2 separate regions of the Drosophila melanogaster genome follow, and region 1 is linked to region 2. A link is a contact called in public Hi-C data. All regions are on one chromosome and are shown on one strand. The core of a region is the stretch at or near the end of the contact, and the rest is flanking DNA. Distances in the headings are between cores, read along the strand shown. Region 1 overlaps LpR2 (Lipophorin receptor 2). Region 2 overlaps Fur1 (Furin 1).

Evidence for each region. A called contact is a pair of places that touch in the nucleus more often than the background predicts.
Region 1: a contact with region 2 is called in a Hi-C map of the Kc167 cell line, with 1.4 times the contacts expected there. The contact joins two enhancer-like sites.

The regions. Positions count from the first base shown.
Region 1 is chr3R:25,706,810-25,710,758 of dm6, forward strand. All of the region lies in intron 4 of LpR2 (Lipophorin receptor 2), which reads right to left. Among named protein-coding and RNA genes, the nearest start is that of CLS, 21 kb to the left of the region's middle. Within about 2 kb of position 1,747, at least 27 of the 39 cell types and tissues checked have an H3K27ac peak or open chromatin away from gene starts, as enhancers often do. A contact at or near this core is called in the Kc167 cell line, where this site is marked.
Region 2 is chr3R:25,369,394-25,373,625 of dm6, forward strand. The region is part of intron 4 of Fur1 (Furin 1); the gene reads right to left. Among named protein-coding and RNA genes, the nearest start is that of alrm, 11 kb to the right of the region's middle. Within about 2 kb of position 1,473, at least 9 of the 39 cell types and tissues checked have an H3K27ac peak or open chromatin away from gene starts, as enhancers often do. A contact at or near this core is called in the Kc167 cell line, where this site is marked.

The sequences.
Region 1 (3,949 bases), core at 497-2,996, 340 kb after region 2:
ACTTACCATATGCGTCGCCGTAACAGGCTCCACATCCATTCCATTGAACTTGTTGGCCTTGAAGACGGCTTGCTTATCCCAGTCGGTCCAGTAGACGTAGTCCTCGAAGGTGGTGATCGAGAAGGGATGTCGCAGGTATTCGCCGGAGTAGAGCACCTGATGTCTTTGCGAGCCATCGTAGTTTGACGACGAGATGGTGTTCAACTTGCCATCCACCCAGTAAAGGCGTTTTTGAACCAGGTCCAATGTGATGCCATTTGGCCACTTAACATCGTAGGTGATGATGGCAGTGCGGTGGGTGCCATCCATACCCGCCCTTTCGATGCGCGGAGAGGCGCCCCAGTCGGACCAGTACATCCAGCCCTCGATGGGATCCAAAGCAATGGAACGAGGAATGTCCAGGGAGTCCTTTACCAGGACCTTGCCCATGCTGCCCTCGAAGTTGGTCAGTTCGATGGTGCACTTGTGGGTGTCCGTAAAGTAGACATGGTTATAGATCCAATCGACAGCCAGGCCATCCGAGGTCACCGAGGACTTTGTCAGCACCACCGTTCTATCGTTACCCTCATCAATGGGCGCTTTGTAAATACTCTGGGTTGCAACATCGCTCCAGAAGATCATTCCCGTGCGGAACACGAAGTCCAGAGCCGTGGCTGCCTTTGTACTATTCACTATTGACGTCATTTCCGGTCGATCCAGTGCTATCTTCCGGATGTCATGGCGCCTGGCCAGAAGTAGCGAGGCATGTCCTTCGCTGGCCTTACACCTGGTGTGATTCTTCAGGAGTCTCATGTAGCCCGCCTCGCACTCGCACTTAAAGGCTCCGATCTCGTTGACGCACACCTGGGAGCAAATGCCAGGAGTCTCACATTCATCGATGTCCACACATGTGTGTTGATCGGCGCCCAGTTTATAGCCATCGTGGCACTCGCAGCGGTAACCCACCTCCAGATTCACACACTGGTGCATACAGCCGCCATTCTTCGAGGAGCACTCGTTGATGCCACACTTTCCGGCCGGCTCATCCTCGCCATTCGGGCAATCCTTCCTGCGGTTGCAGACCTTGGCATTCGGGATGCACAGACCACCGCCGCAATCGAATTCAGTGGTTGCATTGCAAGTCCTTGGCGTCGCACTAATGTCGCACATAATTTCATCACTGCCATCCGCACAGTCCCTCTTCCCGTTGCAGGTCAGATGGCCAGCGATGCAGCTTTGATCGTTGCATTGGAACTGATCCGGACGACAGGACACTTTTAGGCAGTTGGACTGCGATTCGTCCTCGCCATCGGGACAATCGGCCTCGCCATCGCAAACCCACGATTTGTGCAGGCAGGTGATTCTATCCGAGCACTGGAACTCACCCGCTTGGCAGAAGTTCAATAGACTGACGGTGCAGTTTTGCTAAAAGTGAATGAATTATATAGATAAAATGGGTACTTTTAAAATTAAGTTTGCTTAAAAGTCAGAGCTTAATGCTTAAGTTTTTCACAAGGTCGTCTTTTAAAAGATGAATCTCTACCCGTGGCGAGGATAAAGGAAGTTAACTTTACTGCTGCTACAACAGTTTGCTTTTCTTGTTAAGTGCCAACCAAATATTCAGGCAGCTAAGCCCGGTTCACAAACACACTCTCGCACACGCAAAGCCCTTATGCACCAGCACGCACACATACACACGAGAGCATACGTACATGCACACTTATATAGAGGTCCCTGTGGCCATTGCCTGCATTTTTTGTACTGCATACTTTTAGGAGATGCCAGAAAACATTTTCCACATTCTATACGCTTTGTAAAGAGGAGTACTTGTGTGTAAATAGCCCGTTTATTTTTACGAATTTAATTAATCGGATTTTTAAAGGTGAAATTTTTAAGTTGGTTTTTATATTGTGTTTCGATATTGTGTGATGTTTTTGTGATGCAAGATAATAAATATTTTAACCTTTTTTTTTGTTGGCAATCAAACAGTTTAAGAATTTTAATACGATTTTTTGCTTTAAAGAATTACTATAAAATATTTTCTCAGTAAATTCGTAAAAGAGTATTTTTTGCGAACTGTTCGGATAGTTTCTGCACTGTTTTTATTGCTGTTCGGAGCCATGCAATTTCGGGCACCACCCTACGGACAACAAAAGCCATGCGTCATACATATAAATGTTTATGGGAAACAGTTGCCGACATGGTCCTCGTCGTCGTTGCCAGTTTTGAATAATGCTCGCGTCTTGCATAATTTATGCTTCCTAGCTTGCTCCATATAAATACATATTTATATGCGAGGGCTGTTAAACAACTTGGCATTTGTATGTGTGCATGTTTGTGTGTATGTGGTTTGATAATGTGCTCATATCAATTTTCATTGCAAGTTGAAGGTAGGGGAAAAGATTTCCGGACTTTACACGGCAAAAATATAAATATATCTTGCTTGCACGGTTTCTGTGTTTTCCCTTGTTATCAACTTGTGTTTTATTTTAGTTAACTCACCATTTCATCTTCGCCATTTCTGCAGTCTGAATCTCCATCGCAAACCCATTGATTGGGAATGCACGGTCCACTTTTGCAAGCGAAGAAATTGGATCCGCATTTCGCCTTTTCCCCGCAGTTCTTCTCATCCGATCCGTCACCACAATCGTCGTCATCGTCGCACTTGAAGCGATTCTGAATGCAACGTCCATTGCCGCAGGTGAACTCGTCGGAGCGACATGTCCTATCTGCCGAAGTACATTCCAATGATTAGTTTAATTTCACTATGGGTTATCGGCGGGAGGATTTGATGATTGTGATTAGTGTGAGCATGGATGGGATGAGGAAAAGCTAAAGCCGCAAAGACCATTTCTTTAAGGCTTGGGAAAAGCCAACACCATTACAAAAATTGCCAACAAACAAAGAAAGCATATAGAGAAGGGCGAGATGTGAAAGTGACAACAACAGAAACAGCGCACACACAGAAAACCAAAGTGTTCCCTCTGTGTGTGCGTAAATATTTGTACATTATTGCATACGAGCTTCACGATGTCACAACACAAGTCTCAGGGACATGTGTTCATGGCACAGTCAAGTACGGGGAATAGTGCACTACAGTATCTAGAAATAAATAAGCAACCAACACCAAAGGAAAGCAGGGAAAAATCTACGATAATTTCAATTATTACGGCAACCAACACCAAGCAAAGCAAAGCAGGTAACAGAGAGCTAGGAAATATTCGGTTATGGCTTACTGCACTGCGCCTCATCGCTTCCATCGCGACAATCTTTGTTCTGATCGCACATCCAGGACAAGGGAATGCACTCGCCCTCGCCCGACTTGCAGGCAAACTCCTCGGGCGAACATGTGTGGCTTCCTAAAAAGATCAAGATCATGGAAATACGTAATTTAAAGATACATCGAGAGGCAATCTATAGTGTGCTTTGTTCATAATTCAGTAATTCCTAGAAGAAGAAAATTTTCGATTGCATTTTGAAAAATCCTTTTTGTTTTATTAAATATATCAAATAATGGTATATAGAGTCTTGTTTTGCAAATATTACCCACAACGGGTAAAAAATTTAATAAAATCCCGAGCACCTACTTCAAGGCTATAATCACAAAGGGTGCCGGAAAAAAACCACTAACTGCCTAGCTAATGGGACTTGGTCTTGATGAGATAGGAAACGATCCTTAAAGGCAAGCGAGGGATGTCCTGTAATTAAGTTTATAAGCAGCTGCCATATAAGAGGGAGTGGGACAGCAACCGTTCTCCAAGTAATAAACATAGTTGTCATGCCAACACACACACACACACCACACTGGCACAACCAACAACCATTCGGGGGCTAAACAGTTGGCATTTTATCTAGGCAGTAATTAAGACATTATCAGCCAACACTCCATAAAGTTAAAACGCACACATGCGTATGCATTAAAGCAATTATCGCACACACTCACACTCGGGAAGTTCCATTGAAGTTATCC
Region 2 (4,232 bases), core at 223-2,722:
GCCCTAGTTGGAAAACTAAAACACAAGTAAAGCTGCATAAGGTGAACAGGAAAGTGCAGGGGTGAACTGTCAAGTCAAGTGCCAAAAAAGTGAGTAAGCTCGGATGGGATTCCGACCCCTTTCTACCAACTGCATCAACAATTTGTTGCATAGTTAGAGGCGATGCGTTGGCAGTCTAAACAATCAGTGAAAGTTGTGCGTGTGTTGGGTGAAAAGTGGAAAAACCAGATGGGGGTGAAAACAGGAGGAAAAATGCAGGCGTTGGGTGCACGGACTTGTGTTCGTTGCTTCAATTTCATAGCACTTCACTTCACTCCATTCCATCGGAGGCAACAAAAACTGTAAATAAATCCCCACAAGCAGTGTTGCAGTTAGGTGAATTCAACATGTGTGTGTATGTGTGTGTTAACAAGGATTTCAATTTGCTAGATGGCAGTTAATAGCCTGAAGACGCGCGCTTGAAAACTTCCAGTTTGAAGTGTTTGGTAAACACGGCACGCAAGTGTTAAACAGTTAAAATCTTAAATCATTAAATAGCCAATTGCATAATTGGGTTCATTTTCAGTTAAGATTAAAGTTTTTCATTTTAAATTCATTGCCCGCATTTCTCGCAACACCAAATTATCGCTCATTTTATCACTCTGGCATTCACGATTGTCAGTCACTCATATGGATAAACGCGTTTTGCCAGCCCCCAAGGCAAATGCTTTTGATTCAGCCTTCCACATTTCCATCATATCGCCTCACCTGAGCGAATGACGCTGCTGCTTGGCAGGTGTGAAATACGTGCGTTGTTTAATTCAAAACCGAAAAGTTCCATTCGCGAAGAAAATGCAATGCGCAACATTTTAACATAGTTTATGGGGCACACACACACACACACATGGAATGGCAACACACACATTCTCAAGTGCATGTGCATGTGTAGAGTGAGTGTTGCATATTTTGTGGCGCTTGAAAACATTTTTTTATGGCAATTTGCCAGGCGAACGAAGCCCGAGGAAACACAACAGAACCGAAATACCCTCAACGTACACATAAACGCATTGTTGCGGTAAAACAAGGCGGCAAGAAAGTACACAGAGAAAAAAGCACAAGTAAAAAAAATGTGTTGTTACTGAAATTCATTAAACAGGCTGTTTCGATGTTAGGTTCATAGTCATAAAACATTAAATTTCTTTCAGTGCAAAGGCTGAATAAGGAGCACACACACTAATACCTGGTCGAGCTAGCTTCTCTGGTTGCTTTCGCCTTGAACGCATTTTTCACACATGTTAAGTGCATCTCCGCCCCTCTGTGGATGCATCTGTGCCCTGCCCCGTACCAGCCCCTCTGTTGTTCAATAACTAGCTTGCAACATGGTGTCCAGTTTTCATCTCATTTCCGCCTGTCCTCTACCACTCCCCTGTCCCCCTTCTCTCTCAGCAGCTTCCTTTGTCAGCCATAAAAACGCCCGAAAATGTTGCATACTTTCTGGGGAGCTCCTGTGTGCTGCCTCAAGTGTTTGCCACAGTTTCATGCGCTTTTTACGACACTTTGTACCTCCTGCCAACGCATGCCCAACTTGCGCCTTTCAAAGGCATAATTTGACAGCAAATTGTTCAGTTTATAGCCAGGCACTAAATATTCTTTCAACTTTCGGTTGTGAAAGAGCAGAAATGGGCTCCATGCAAAATATATTTCGCATACAATGTGCCAGCAGCCTTCTCAACACATCCCCCTAAATTCATCTAGCTGGCTGCAAAAAACTTGGATATTTCCACAACGTTTTGTTTCCAAACTTGGCTTGAAATAATGCAACAAAGTTGGGCCAGGATTAGCAGGAGCAATGCACCCACCGGATGTAATGGCCAAATGAGTTTTAGGTTTTTGTTTTTTTTTTTTAGCTGCCTCTTATCAGACACACAAGCAGCATAAAAAATGTCTTAATTCGCACAAAATTTCACTGGACCTAAGCGGATTGTCCGACCAACTGACTTGGAAAAAGTGAGTAGCCAGCGAATGCCATAAAGTTATTAGATGCTCCTACTTAGTAATTAGTTTCTCATACGTGGCTGCGTTTCAGTGGTCAGGATAATTGCGGTTAAGCGACTGACACCAGCTGTTGGAAAATTAAGTTGACTTATGAAACTTGAATACCTTTTTGCACATTTTTATGTGGCGACGAAATTGCGGAATTACAAAACTACAAATCCCAATTAAAAGCTGTAATTTAATGTGACATCAAACATGTCATTGGCCATGCAACGAAATTCTACAATATTTTGCCATTAACTGAAAACAAAGTGTTAAGTGCACAAACATTTCCTTTAACTACGGTAGTTCTTAATTCCGAGTGCGGTATTAAATGTAACAGAAACAAAGCCAATTCTAGCACCACCTAGATATCTCTAATTCCATTTAAGACCGTGTATATGTATGAATCTCATATTCCTGGCAAAAATCAGCAAATTGCAGTGGTCTACTTGGCTCATCTTGCGCATTCCATTTGGCCATGCAGCTGGGTGTAGCAACTCAAAAGCCCAAAAGGACTTTCAGGTAATTTGAACTAACACAACAGGCCAGTGGGGTTTGCTGGTGCAGTGATGGTGGTGGTGGATGGGGGGTGGGGGCCGGTCGAGGGTCTGTCTCTGTGTCTGGGGATAAGGATGTATCCTCACTGCCCCCACACTCCTCGTCCCACGCAGGATATGCTCTGAGTGGGTCAGAGCTACCAAAGCCGTCATATTCCATTTGGTTAACCAAAAGTTACGTGCTTCGGTTTATTTCCTTTTGTTTGCTCGGCTTTCTTTTTTTTCCTGTTGGGCTTTTTTACTTTTTTCCCCCAACCACTCACACTTGTATTTTTGCTGTTTCGCTCGTCCTGCTCCGACTGACTTTTGGCCATGAAACCATTTTGGCCCGACGCCTGACGCCTGCAACGCATTATTTGCCTTGAATTAGCACTCGTCCTGCCGAACTCTCTTCTCGTCCTGGCTCAATCGCCTCCCCCAACTGCCCCCTCTCTCTATTTAATGCTCGCCGGCTCTCGGACGTGTCATATAAATTAGCAACAATGAAGAAATTGCACAATTTACGAGTCCCACGGGTCAAGAGTGCGTGTGAGGGCGAGACAAAGTATTTTAACATTCTTTGTGGATTGCGTTTTTAAAAATGTCTGCTGGGTATTAAACAAAGAGGAGCAAAGACTTTAGAATGGGAACTATGCACTTGAAAAAATTGACAATTCTAACATTATTAAATATCCTAACATGATTTTTCCTTTACACAAATGAAGTATTTTTTTTACATATTTTTCGAGACTTTTCTTGTAGTGTACGACGACCATATCCAAGTGCGTGTTGGCCCTGCGGCTTTTGCTCGTTATTGCCCGTTAAGGTTCACCGAATTGAGCCGCCAAAAGCGGCGGAATGTGAGAGCGGGAAAATGTCTGCGAATTTTTCCCTCCCCCTGGACTGTATATTAATTGAAAGTCGCTTTTCAGCAGCGGTTTTAACAATCCTGCTGCCTCTTTTCTGTTCCGGTCTGTGGGGTATTTTTTCAGCGGATATTTTTTGGGGGAGGGGGGTCTGGTTGAATTCATGGTGTATTCGATGAAAGGCAAACATATCAAGCGGAATTGTGTGGCTAGCTTTGGCTGGTATTATAAGTGGATGAAGACCGCTCTCAAAAGAACAAATATTGTTTTGTTTCTGCGTCAATGTTGTATCAAGTCGAATCTTTGCATTGTTCGAAGATAACAAAGATAAAAAAATATTTTTGAGTTCAGTTCAATTTTTATTCTGACAGTTTTATCTGCGAACATGCTTTTAATTGAACTGTCAGTATAATATTTTCCATAAAAATACTAATTAGGCAGGTACACTTGTGATTTTTCTGAATTTCCACCTGATGCTAATTAAGTAACTCAACTGTCCAACATTTACCGCCTTGCCTAGCCAACTTCTAACTATGCGACTAGCTAGAACTTTCACAGACTCTTCCTTTTTACTACATAAATTTCCATTAGCGATGCCTTCACTTTCCCCAAAGTCAGCCAAACTGAAGGGACGCAAAAATAAAATAAGGGTTTATTACGCTTACATTTTATGAACACAACTGGGTACCCAGAAAATGGAAGGACACTTGACTACGCACATATAAGAAAATATATATACTATATACTCGCTCACAAATCTAATTAGTCAAACCTTACTGTAAGCGGCCCATGAAGCGTTAATCGTCCTGAAGTG